Regions from separate parts of the Ovis aries genome. Here region 1 is linked to region 2. The links are chromatin contacts, called in public Hi-C maps. All regions are on one chromosome and are shown on one strand. Each heading gives the region's core, a stretch centred on a gene start, on an enhancer-like site or on the middle of the called end of the contact. The rest is flanking DNA. Distances are from core to core; before and after follow the strand shown.

Region 1 (7,052 bases), core at 903-3,402, 72 kb after region 2:
TGTCTAAAGCTGAAGTTTACAACTAATGTTACTGTAGATCTGTTCTCTTGGTTCCCAGGATCTATTGCCATTTGCCCAGGTGTCATGGATAACCTGAGGTCTGGTTTGGGAGTCCCATCCACTCACTAGCCAAGTGATCTCTTTTCCAGGCCTCTGCTGTGGAGCTGCTTTGCCCCTGTTACAGGGACCTCTTCTGGCAAACTTAAAGTCACCATCTTAAGTTACCTTTCTGCCCTTTCACGTTTAACTTTCATGCATTGGAGAAGGAAATGGCAACCCACTCCAGTGTTCTTGCCTGGAGAATCCCAGGGACGGGGGAGCCTGGTGGGCTATAGGGTCACACAGAGTCGGACATGACTGAAGTGACTTAGCAGCAGCAGCAGCAGGAATTTCCCAGAGCCTTTCATGGCACACAGGAGAAAAAGGAGACCCCAGAGCAGGTCTCACCCCTCCCTCTGTTGGCTTGGGCTTCCGTGCATATGCTCTGGTGTGGCTTGCTCCAACTTGTGCTAGGTATGTATCTGCTCGGTCGCTCAGTTGTGTTCGACTCTTTGGCCCCTCCCTTCTGGCCCCCTTGGACTATAGCCTTCAGTCTGCTCTGACCGTGGAATTTCCCAGGCAAGAATACTGGAGAGGGTTGCCACTTCTTTCTCCAGGGGGTCTTCCCGACCCGGGGCTCACGCTCTTGTCTCTTGTGTCTCCTGCATGTGCTGACTGGTTGTTTACCACTAGCACCACCTGGGGGGCCCAGGGTGTGTATGAGGGGAGAGAATGGCTTGGGGGTGGGCAGTGGGGGTACACAGGATGTTTCTGGAAGGCGGTGACTTTCCACTTACTCAACAAGAAGCAGAGCAGAAACCATTCTAACTCCCAGATTTCCTCAGTCTTTCAGACATTCCTTTCCTTTTGCAGCCTCGACCTGGATTGGGTAAAGGAGGTACTGGTCTAATCACTTGCTTCTCCCGTCTCAGTCTTAATGTCTTTATCCCACAGACCTTTGGCCAGAATCAGGATTTGGTTTTTGTTTTTTTGTTTGGCTCTGCTGGATCTTTGTTTCCGTGAAGGCTTTCCCTAGTTGCCTTGAGGCGGGGGCTGCTCTCTAGCTGCAGTGCTCGGACTTCTCATTGCAGTGGTTCTCTTGTTGGGAAGCACAGGCTCTAGGGCATGCAGGCTTCAGTAGTTGTGACACGTGGGCTCAGTAGTTTAAGCTCTGGGCCTCAAGAGCATAGGCTCATTAGTTGTGGCCCATGGGCTTAGTTACTCTGCAGCACTTGGGGTCTTCCTGGGGTCAAACCCGTGTCTCCTCCATTAGCAGGTAGATTCTTCACTGAGCCACCAGGGAAGCCCCAGAATCGGGAATTTGAGGCTTTAGTTTGCAGTCTCTCGGTTTTATCCTCCTTCTACCCTAGGTAGTAGGCATTATGTTCTAGCTATCATGAGCAAAAGGGATATCTGCTCTCCACAGTGAAAGAAACTGCACTCTTGAGTCTTTCAAGCTTGGTCAGAAAACATTAGTGTTAAAAAAATGTCTTTCTTTGGGAAAATCAGACCTTCAAGACTTATCTTGCTGCAAAATCCTTTCTTTAACTCAAAAGGCAAATGTTAAATATTTATCTAAACTTCTCCAAGGAAGTGGTTGCTACTTGTAGAACAGTAGAAAAGTTAGTAGAAGGAAATGCAAATAGGAGAAAATATAACTGTTTTCCTAATCATCAAGGTATATCTACCCTCATTACTCTTTTTTTTTCCAAGTTTCCTTGTTTTTCCTTGTACATTTACTCTTTTACCCTTTTATTGTGGTATAGATTCTTATATGATTATGTTTCTTAAACATACTTTACTTTTTATTTGATTTATATTAAGTCTGTAGTTTTTGATCAGTTTGTATTTTAATAATAGTTTTCCCAAACAGGAAAATAATCTGTCTATATCTTTTTCTGTCTTTAAAGAACATTTATCAGTAAGGTTTTGTAAAATTTTGAAACATGACTTTAAAATATAGAGCTAATATTCTTTTTTACATGATTTTTTTTCTTTCTGTTTTTGTGTGTGTGTAAGAAAGCAAAATCCAGTTTGCAACTTGGTGCCTCTGCTTTGTGGCTCTTTCCTGTGTGTTGCCATGGTACTTTATTTGTTTTTTCTAAAATTCCTCCTATTTGTATTTACTTGAGTGGATCAGGTCAAGGGCAGGGACTCAGGTAGTGCTTATCTTTATTTGCCTTAGTGCCTAACAAATTCCTGCTCCTAAGAGGCTTGGGGGAATTAGCACTTCCTATACTCCTTCCCGGATTTATTTTTCTCCATAGTACTTACTGTATTCTAACAGACTACATTATTTATTTGTTTTATTTATCATCTGTCTCCTCTCACTAAATTGTAAGTGCCACCATGGCAGGGATTTTTAACTGTTTTGCCTACTAACACCTAGAAGAGTACCTGGAACAGAGGTGACCAGTGATTATTTGTGGAATGATTAACTAATGAATTGTTCATATTTAGATACTTGCCTGAATTATACTGTATGATCCATAAAATATGATAAGTATAAATGCTGATATGGAAAAAATTTTTGTAATCATAAAACTGTAGAGTTCAAAAGCTAGGAAAACCTTAATATCATCTAATCTGCCTCATTTTGGGAAATGACCAAAAGGTGAAATGACTTGATTTAAGCCCAGGGTCAGTTATTTGTAGAGATGGAACAAGAATTGAGAACTCTTGAGTAAAATTTAATAGTTAATACTGATATTTGGATAGGTGGTAGGAAAGATGTGTGATTATGGGTAAGAAAAATCAGAAATTTAGTATATGTAGGCAAGTGACCTGATCTCCCAGGCATCAGATTCCTCCTCTGCAAACCAAGAATAATTCTACCTTTCTTATAAATCATTCTGAGACATATATGAGACAAAGCATATTAACTTAAGAATGCACATTGCCTGGCACTTGGTGAAGGCTCAGTGAAGGTGGCTCCCATTATTACTATTTGGAATATTTTTCTTGATATCCCAGTAAATACCATTTAGGTTTTAATTTTTCCTTCATAGCACATTAACAGAATTTGCAATTATGTATTTTTTGTCTCTCTTCTCTGTTAGATGTTAAGTTTCATAAAGGCATCTTTATTGTGATGTATCCAGTTGTCTTATGCAATGCCTGAAACATGATAGACACTGAATATGTATGAATTAATTAACTTGAGAAGGTTGCTAAGAAGTTTGAAAAGAGAAACATTTGATGAAAACCTTTTGACTAATAAAGGTTAAGAAGAATAAGTTGGGCAGCTTTATATTAAAACTATAGGTACCTTCTTAGTCTCAAATACTTCTAAAAAACCTTATGCTTTCAATTTGTTTTTCCCAAGTAAACTGCTCTGCTGGAAAGCAAATTCATTGACTTCCTGGCAAGGATATTAGTTGAGTTTATAAGATACTGTTCATTGTAAAGGACTAAATTAGCTTTTGGGGACCACTCTTGGATAAGATAAACTGATTCATTGAGGTACTCGATCTGTGGGACTAAGCGATTAAGCACCTCAATAACAGTCTTGAGGCTGAGTCCAGCCATCAGTCTATCTATCTCTTGTTACTTTACCTAGCTTCATTTGATGAAAATCAGGAAAACTGTTTTTCTCCTCAAATTGCTATCCCCTCCTACTTTTTTTGTACTGTTTTGAAGCAGTAACCATGGTTACTAGTAAGCTCCTTGGAGCTTTGAAAACATTAGTCAGTTTCACAGCTGGAGGTAGAGTGATCTAGATAAAAGCAAAAGAAAAAAGCTGACTGTGGTTTTTTTTCCTTCTGTTAGAACTGAGTTCTTTCAGTGGGGAGCACTTCACATAAAGTGAAATGTTCTTTATTCCCACCACAGTAGACCATGTTTCATTTAAATTAACAGTAGGCTAGCACCTGGCTCCTTTTTAGAGTCAGGAAAAGGAGGTAATGCTACCAGTCACCTGCTCTCCACCTGAATCTCCTCCCTCTCTACCCTCTTCTCTCTCTCCTCTATTTTTTTACACTGCCCCAGGGCCAGTAGTGAGTGAAGTAATACTGACATTTGAGGCCCAGATGGATAAGGTTATGAAGTTGCAGCTTTGGATTAGCGGGATGGGTAAGGGGAGGAGTGAAGGAGCACTAAAATCTTGGTACAGTGGTGAAGTGAAAGTCGCTCAGTTGTGTCCGACTCTTTGCCACCTCATGGACTGTACAGTCCATGGAATTCTCCAGACCAGGATACTGGAGTGGGTAGCCTTTCCCTTCTCCAGGGGATCTTCCCAACCCAGAGATCAAACCCAGGTCTCCTGCATTGCAGGCGGATTCTTTACCAGCTGACCCACAAGGAAAACTCAAGAATATTGAAGTGGGTAGGCTGTCCCTTCTCCAGTGGTATAGTGGTTCACTTCAGCTCAGTTGTGTCTGACTCTTTGCAACCCCATGAATCACAGCATGCCAGACCTCCCTGTCCATCACCAACTCCCAGAGTTCACTCAAACTCATGTCCGTCAAGTCGGTGATGCCATCCAGCCATCTCATCCTCTGTCATCCCCTTCTCCTCCTGCCCCCAATCCCTCCAAGCATCAGTCTTTTCCAATGAGTCAGCTCTTTGCATGAGGTGACCAAAGTACTGGAGTTTCAGCTTCAGCATCAGTCCTTCCAATGAACACCCAGGACTGATCTCCTTTAGAATGGACTGGTTGGATCTCCTTACAGTCCAGGGGACTCTCAGGAGTCATCTCCAATACCATAGTTCAAAAGCATCAATTCTTCCGTGCTCAGCCTTCTTCACAGTCCAACTCTCACATCCATACATGACCACTGGAAAAACCATAGCCTTGACTAGACGGACCTTAGTTGGCAAAGTAATATCTCTGCTTTTGAATATGCTGTCTAGGTTGGTCATAACTTTCCTTCCAAGGAGTAAGCATCTTTTAATTTCATGGCTGCAATCACCATCTGCAGTGATTTTGGAGCCCCCCAAAATAAAGTCTGACACTGTTTCCACTGTTTCCCCATCAATTTCCCATGAAGTGATGGGACCGGATGCCATGATCTTAGTTTTCTGAATGTTGCGCTTTAAGCCAACTTTTTACCAGGAGCATATTTGTCAGGACCAAGGACCACCTCTTGTGAGAGGGCTAGAATAAGTGATTTCTAGAAGTAAATTTTGAGGGATGGTGGTATTGAGAAGAGAAAGGAAATCTATATTTATTAAGCATCTAGTATGTACATCTGAAGCTTCCCAGGTGGCACAGTAGTAAAGAATCCACCTGCCAGTGCAGGAGACCCAAGAGACATGGATTCAGTCCCTGAATTGGGAAGATCCCCTGGAGTAGGAACTGAACTGAGGAAATGGCAACCAATTCCAGTATTCTTTCCTGGCAGTTTCATGGACAGAGGAGCCTGGCGGGCTACAGTCCATGGGATTGCAAAGAGTCGAACACAACTGAGTGTGTATGGGCACGTGCACACATGCATGCACACACAAGCATGCACACACACATGAAGTGCCTGCATTAGTATTTCTGCTGTATTATGCTGTCTCTTACTCTAGGCTGTGAAAGGACTCGGAAAAATTTAGAATAGCTGATTTATGCCATCTTGTTTCTTGGTGTGATCTAGACCAGGAGTTGGCAGACTACAGTCTGTGGGCCAGATCCTGCCTACAGTCTGTTTTCAGTAAAGTTTTATTAAAACATAGCCACTATGCCCATTCATTTTTGTGTAGTCTGTGATTGCTTCTGCACGTTGAAGGCGGAATTGAGTACTTACTATCCTGTGCAGAGACTGGATAGCCTGTAAAACCTGATGTATTTGCTGTCTGGCCTTTTACAGAAAAATCTGCTAACCCCTGATCTAGATGAGCTGGATCAGTTCTTCTTGGACCAGGTACAGGAAGGGTTATATTGTGAGAAAACACACTCATAGGCTGCACTCCTGTGGACATTAGAATAGTGGCATCTTGAAGGGACGATGCTGGGGATTTGAATAAAAGTGGTGGGCTTTCTGGCCATTTTCAGTCATAAGCCCAAACCTAACTTGTGAGAGGAAACTTTAAATGTGATCTTTGTATTTTGTTTTCAACATTTCTTTTCCATCTTCTGTTCCTACATACATAGCTGTAGTCTCAAATGGACTTAACTCCAATTCTGTTTCCTACACTTCCATAAATGTAAGCTTAACGATTTTAATTGGAAATGAACTGGGAGATCATCTGCTCCAATATCCTTATTTTACAGACTCCAGAAACCGAGTTCCTAAGAAGTTATCCTATACCTGATGTCACAAAAGCAGGTTAGTTGCAAATCCTGGGAATAAAGCTCTGATTTTTTGACTAATTTCCTGCTGTCTTACATAGAGGCATTTACATATGAAGTCTACCCTCACCCATATATCTGGAGCTCTAAGAAATCTTAGAAATCTAAAGAAACAACCAAAGATGAGAGAAGTGCTAAATCTAGATTCTAATTTAACTCTGCTACTGGTTATCATTTTTAGTAAGTGTACCAGTCTTTGATAAACAGAAGACTCTAGAAGATAAATTAGGCTTGTAAGGATGACTGTAAATTAAGTTCCAGATATTTGCTGGGAAATATGCAAGTTATTCAAGTAAACATAGTAATTCCTCAGTAATTTGTAAGTAAAACATTGTAGAAGCAAGAATCCCTATTGATAATAAGTGGAGTATGTAATTGTGTTTAAATGTTTTTCTTTTGTGAACTGTACAAACTGTAATTTATAATAAAAGTTTAATTTATGACTTCATGATCTAATGAAAAAAATCTTCCTTAAGAAAATTAAATATTGTTTAACTAAAATTACAAAAAAGGAATATGCCAGAAATTGTAGCCATTTTACTTTTATATTCCTGATAGGGATATTGCCATAACAACTGGGGCAGAGTCATTACGTATTTTCCTTAAATTCAGTACTAGAAAGGCCTCTCCCTTTATTGCATCAGAAAATAGTAATAGAATTTCTTCTTGCTAGTTCCCCAGGGACCCATTTTAGACAGGAGAAATCCTAACAGCAGCATGCACACACACACAAAAATCT
Region 2 (6,931 bases), core at 3,316-5,815:
AAAGTATCACTTTAAGATTTTCATGCTGTTTCTGATCTCACCTTTGTACTTAGTAATGTTGATTCTTTGGTGCTTCTGGTCTAGCTTATCTTTGAATGGTTGGTTTGGAGTCTTAGCAATACAATTCTGCCTCTCAAGTTTTGTTAGTATTTGAATAGCTAGAGCTTAGGGTATTTTTTTCATTCGGAATAAATTGCTTGGTCATTCTCTCTGTTTCCGCTTGTATTTTGAATGGTTGGTCTTAATCTGATAGCTTTAATATATTGCATTGTTAGTTTGCCTATATGGTTAAAATATTTACATGCTTTTATTATCAAGCACAGATTCAATTGTTTAACAGAAGATATTCTGTTGTGAGTGTGTTTGTATATATATGGGTAATCACACCATGTTTGACCAAATAGTTGAAGGATGAAGTGTCCTTGCCTTTGAAAATACCTGTATGTGTAATACTGGCTTTACTGTGCTGAGTTTGTTTGGAGGAAACTAGGGAAAAGATACTCGTTCTGCAGTCTTAAGTCCTGCCTCCCTCTCCATTCCAGATGGTACAGGAAATCTGCTTTAGAATTTCTAAGGGTGTACTCAATCATTCATTCAAGACATAGTTATAAGAGTGCTTACTTTGTTCAAGGTGCTGTGTTGTGAAAACATAGAAAAGTTAAATGATAAGATATAGATCCTGTTTTTACAGAGATTATGACCTAAGAGAGGTGATAAGATGACACACAAATACCTGTAGTACTAATTAAATGTGAAGAGTGTGATGAGAGAGGTACTGAAATAGTATACTTTGAGGAATCTGGAGAGCAAGCAATTATTTTCATTTAAAAGAGATCAGAGCAAGTTTCGTGGAGGGCTTGTTGTTGGACGGGAACATTGAAGGCAGGGGATGATTTCTCTGTGAGTGAGTGAGGAGGAGGAGGGCAGTATATTCAGGAAGATTAAATAGCAAAGATGAAAGGACAGAAAAGCTTGGGGTTATTTTGGGAGTAATGAAGGGGAAAAGTGTAAGCAGGAAGGTGGCACCAGCTGAAGTGGGAGAAGGAACCAGATGTTCTGGGTGCAGTTGTAAGACATTAAAGGATTTTAATGGAGGGAGGTGGTGAGGAACAGTGAAGTTTGTAGATCTGGAAGAAAATGAAAAGTGCCAGTTTTCCAAATCTACGTGGATCTTTTTTTGGCAGGTTTTACACCCCAAATTTTATATTTTCATAGTTTTTGAAATGATTCCATATGTAAGGCTTACCACACTTGGGAACTTACTCATTTTTATGTATATTTGAGAACAGACTTTTTTTTTCCCTTTTCTTGGTAGAAGTTAGTACAAAATCTTTTTCACTGGCTTGTGCTTTTTTTTTTTTTCCCCAGTAGCTCTTTCTTTAAACAGTGTGTTATCATTTGGCATTCTTAAGATGATGCAGCAGACTTGTTTTTCAAGTGTAAAAATGTCATCTCCTTATGCAAATATATGTCACTGTATAAGTTAGATTGGTCATGCAAGTTGAAAGCCCCTGGCTCTGAATATAGCTCATGATTTATTGTACTGATTTATTTATGCCCTGCCATGTTCCAGAAAGGATTTAAGGCAGGATATGTCATGAAAAGTCTTGGACCTTGTTCGAGCCCTGTCTATTATTTGACTGAATCGCTAGCCAACATGACACTGAGGGAACAGTGTTGAAGACAACTGGTGTCACAGAATGTGCTGCAGTTGTGTCTTTTGCCAACTGGTAGTGATTCAGAGATGGATACAATATAATTAGACTACCTTTAAGGATAAGTCCTTTGAACTTTGAGAGCATGTAAGGAAAATTGGTTGGAAGGGACTCCTGGAGGGCTTTGACCCTTGGGAGCCCAGGCACATTTAGAGCAGTGGTCTCTACAGTAGGATTTATATACAATTGTCTGGGAAATGGGAGAAATACTAGGGGTCTGTTTGAAAGATTCTTTATTTTTAGTCAGCTGTGATGTTTTTTAGTTCGTAGGAGCCTGGGTAATTAGATTTTTAGATTTATTATTTTAAATAGTAGACTCTTAACATGTATTGTTGCAATAGGAAGTCACCATGCAGATCTTTTATAAAATATTTCATCCAGTTTACCTGGTCATCTTGAGACAAAGGACTTAAGCATTGTCTAATCTGAGGATGACTTACCAATTTTTCTTTCACAAAAACACAAATTTCAGATACAAATGTCTGAAATTTGCTGACATTTCCCTCTTACAGGTGTCTGTGAATTGTATACTACCTAGCTGATATTTATGAAAATTAATACACTTAATCTGTCACTTTGGGATGATTGGTAAATTCATAACAGTGGCCCCCAAAGTAACTACCTTTCAAGATGAAATCCACTGTTATGAAGAGAAGTTATTTGGAATGGATATTTGGATATTTCTAATTCTAAACATCCAAAATTGATATTTGGAATTATTTCCATCATTATTGGATTTAATTGCTAAAGATGATATGATCTTTAAGAATATTTTTTATATGTACACTTGAACTTGAAAACAGAATTTTCTGACCTGTATAAAAAATCTAGTAAAAACTGAGAATATATTAATTAAAAAGGCATTACTATCTGATTAGTTAGTAAGAACAACTGATTGTCATCAGGAAATATGGAAATGCACCATCTGAATTTTAGCAAAGGCTTTTTGCATAAATGGTGAACAGGATTGAAGACTGAATATCATGTGGAGGTTTACTCAGTGCAGCAGGTGTGACGCAGTTCTTCCCTTTGTCTTACTCATCTTTGTGAAGTATGTTTTTGGGCTGTGATTACTGTTAAAACCAAATAAAACAATTACCTATTATGAAAATGAACTGAATTTAGAACCAGACTTATAAGTTGCTATATTACAAAATGTGAAAGCAAAACTAAAAAGTAATTTAGTGTTCATTATGTTTTTCCTCGTATGGGCCCCTCTCTTATTGGACTTCCCTTGTGGTTCAACTGATAAAGAATCTACCTGCAATGTGGGAGACCTGATTTCGATCCCTGGGTTGGGAAGATCCCCTGGAGAAGGGAAAGGGAAAATTCTCCAGTATTCTGGCCTGGAGAATTCCATGAACTGTGTAGTCCATGGAGTCATAAATAGTGGGACACGACTGAGTGACTTTGACTTTTCACATGTTATTCTTAACAAAAATGGTGGTAGTATTAATAGTATTTATTAGGGATAGCACAAGCTGTGTCATCAAGAGGTAAATTAAATGTTTAAAAATGGTAAATTTTATTATAATAAGCATCATTCTTTTATATTTCCATTTTTATGTATGCTTTATAAGGCACATAATTTATTGGTCTAGTGAGCAATATATATAAATTATAAATAAGTATACCTATATGGCTTCTCATTTAAAACCTTTTTAACTGTGGAGTATATGGTAAAAATATACTTTTTTTTTTTTCTTTGTAGTATAAGTATTTTTTACTCTGGTCTTGTAAATCAGTAAAGGAGGATAACATTCTTCCTAGGACTTAAGAGAAGCTCCAACTCCACCATCAGCACCCAAAGTTGAAATTCTACTTAAACTATTTCTTGAAAAATTACACATGAACAGTGAAACATTATTATCATGTGCTCTACTAGTACTGCACATAAATATATTCTAAATAATCCCATTGCTAAGTATTTTGTGCATTCGACGATCTACCTAATCAAAATGTATTGATACATGTGCTTTATCTTACATAACATGTACTGTGTATTAAAGTGAAAGTGAAAATCGCTCAGTCATGTCCAACTCTTTGCGACCCCATAGACTTTACAGTCCATGGAATTCTCCAGGCCAGAATACCGGAGTGGGTAGCCTTTCCATTCTCCCGGGGATCTTCCCAACCCAGGGATCGAACCCCAGTCTCCCGTATTGCTGAGTCACAAGGGAAGCCCTAATCATACATTATCTGCTCCATGCTTATAAGCACATCCATTAAACTAAAAGTGTTGCATAACATGTAAAATGACTTACCATACATACCATTTTTTAAAAGTGTTTAAGTTACATTTATTACATTTTTGTATATCTTTGGGGACCTTATTATTGCTTTAATTTATTTTGGCATACATAGTATTTTTTATCACATAGATACCTATTGTACAACATATGTAATTAATATTACATAGGACACACTAATAATTATACATGCCCTATTAAGTCAGATCATTTTTAGTCAATATGCTTATTATAATAGATAATCAATTCTTAATCACCAATTTTAGGAAGAGTTCTTAAGAACCCTTGGAATTCATGGACTAAGAGTCTCTAGTACGCTTTGGGTGAGTGGTGTCTATGAACATTCTGAAATGATGTATATGCAAAATTCTATGAGTCTTTCTCTGGAGAGGAATTCATCAGATCCCAAAAGGGTCTGTGACCTCCCCAAAGGTTAAGAACCTCTTTTGTTAAGGATTGGGACCTCAATAACTCCATTCATCCAGTCTTAGTCTTTTGCCAAGTTTAATGGATATATCTGATGTCATTACTTAGGCCCGCAGTATGACTGGATTCGCAGTCTGTTTTTCCATTTTGCAATAGATGTGATTGCAGTGCCTTTGGCCTTTACAGTTGTTTGAGCTCCTATCTGTTTATTGTACAACTACCTGGCCTTTATAACTTAGCGGCTTTTAGATATCATTTTCCACTTTTTTCCCTAAAATCCCAGTGAAAAAGAGTGGATCTCTTGTATGAGTGTGGAGATGGCAATGCATGAATGTATAGAAGAGCCCAATATCAATTCATGTATAGGGACACCCTGCTGGGTAGGCTGGAATTTGCAGTTGCTGTGGTTTTAATCTCTTTGTAGCATCTGAATCTCAGCTCTTCAGAGTCCTTAAGGTCTGATTTGACATATGCTAAAAACACTTTCCAAGTCCTATCAGCTCTTTACATCTGTTCCTTTTTTCCTCACTGTCGTCATTCTAATCTAGGCCTGATATTTGTGAAAGTACCCCAGAATGGTCTCACTGTCCCTGTGAGTTGCTTCTTCAGTCTGTCCTAAATTTTGTTTTGGAACAATCATCTTAATTTTTATTTTCATTACATTACTTTGTTTAAACCCTTCAATGGCTCCTCATTACTGTCAAGATAAAGTTCCTTAGTCTGGCATTTAAAGCTTTCCAGTGTCTGGCACCAACTTGCTTTTCTGGTCTCATTTCCCACTGCTGCTGCTGCTGCTGCTCTCCCCTAATGAACTGCTCAAAGTAAAATCGTCAGCACTGTCCCTTATACATCCCTTGGGCTTCTCTGTTTGCCACCCTTTATTTTTCCTTTCCCTGGAATGTTCTCCCTTATCCTGTGAAATTCTGCATATTCTTTAAAGCTCAGCTCAGTTTCCAACTTGCTTGTTAAGTGTTCAGACTGCAAAATTTGAAAATAATCCCTTCCTTTAATGAACTCTTTTAATATTTATTTTCTTTATTATTAACTTGACACTTTATACTGCATTTATACTTTGGAGTTTTTGTTTTCATGCATCATGTCTCCCAAATTAGGGTGTGAGAATGGCAAAGGGGATCATGTTTTATATTCTGTTCTCTGCAATGTCTTATACTTGTAGATATTAAAATATTTGACAAATTATATTGGTTAAATCATGATAGTACTTATAAAGTACTTATTAATGTGCTTAGAGAAATAGGCCTTTTTTTATATGTGTGCCCTTGTAGCTCAGTCAGTAAAGAATCTGCCTGCAGTACAGGAGACCTGGGTTTGATCCCTGCATTGGGAAGATCCCCTGGAGAAGGAAATGGCAACCCACTCCAGTATCCTTGCCTGGAAAATCTCATGGACAGAGGAGCCTCGTGGGCTGTAGTCCATGGGGTCGCAAAGAGTCGGGCATGACTGAGTGACTAACACGCTGGAATACTCATACAACATATCTAGGAATCCTCTTTACTGGTTTCAGAGTATTTGGAAAATTGAATTGGAAATCAGATATTGCTCAGAGGGCTTGTAAGTCCTACAGCACAAGAAGCTGGCTGTCAAGGGCTGTGTTCAGAAGTCTGTGGGTAACCTGGTGACTCTTTGTTCTCCCGTGTCCTGCTCTACTTGCCTTGGATAATAGAAAACCTTATGTGTGTTCAGCTCTCTCCTTTGCTTTGCTGGAGACACAGATTCCTAATATCTTGAGGAATACTACATTTCTGTTTTAATTTTTCAACACATTCTCCTCAATAGAAGATAAAGTTTGATGGAATACCTGTTGTTTGAATGTAAAGGGCACCATGAAGTAGTTGTATCTTAGAGTTTCTGTCCTTCAGGGAGATTATAATTCCTATAGGGAGTCTCCTTTGCTTTCAGTCATACATGAATTTAAAAAAAAAGTCATAAGGGAGTATATAACTAACTAGTTTACTTAGTTGCCAGATGAGATATGGGGAACTCCTCTGGCACTTATTTTTAGTACTCTCTTGAAATTTATTATCATTTATACTTGTTTCTCTTTTGATGTGTGTCCTTTCTTACCAACCACATTGTAAATAATAGGAAATAGAGACCATTTATTGTATTAGTTATATATGCCAGAACCACAGTGCATTTCAAGTCCTTTACTGTAGTACACATGTAAGTGTGTTACCAATATTGCCAGGAACGTGATCTGGGTAGGTTTCCTGCAGGAAATGGAATTTCAGTTAGATTTCTAGGATTTGAAATGAGACTTGTAGCATCGTCCCTTGGAAAATGTTAAAAACAAAGAGGGAGGGGTTTCTGTAGTTAAAATAATGAAGTACAATGTTTGGTGCAATACTTGAACATGGAACCTCCTTGGTTACTATGCTTTTGGCACTTAAGTGACCCATGTCACTTCCTCTTATAACCCATTGGCCAAAAGTAGTCACAGGGCACTACTTGTGGAACTAGGCAATGTGGGCAAGAAATGCATATTCAGTGACAGTAAATATCTTTGCCCCACTACAGTAG

What was found. A called contact is a pair of places that touch in the nucleus more often than the background predicts.
Region 1: a contact with region 2 is called in a Hi-C map of liver, with 2.2 times the contacts expected there. The contact joins two enhancer-like sites. A contact is called at or near these places in 3 of 16 Hi-C or Micro-C datasets (liver, mixed tissues and muscle).

Annotation. Positions count from the first base shown.
Region 1 is chr3:32,144,814-32,151,865 of ARS-UI_Ramb_v3.0, forward strand. It overlaps NCOA1 (nuclear receptor coactivator 1), which reads left to right. Exons shown (of 22, transcript XM_060411940.1): 3 at 6,236-6,290. Among named protein-coding and RNA genes, the nearest start is that of NCOA1, 85 kb to the left of the region's middle. Within about 2 kb of position 2,153, at least 4 of the 54 cell types and tissues checked have an H3K27ac peak or open chromatin away from gene starts, as enhancers often do. A contact at or near this core is called in liver, where this site is marked.
Region 2 is chr3:32,070,551-32,077,481 of ARS-UI_Ramb_v3.0, forward strand. All of the region lies in intron 1 of NCOA1 (nuclear receptor coactivator 1), which reads left to right. Among named protein-coding and RNA genes, the nearest start is that of NCOA1, 10 kb to the left of the region's middle. Within about 2 kb of position 4,566, at least 2 of the 54 cell types and tissues checked have an H3K27ac peak or open chromatin away from gene starts, as enhancers often do. A contact at or near this core is called in liver, where this site is marked.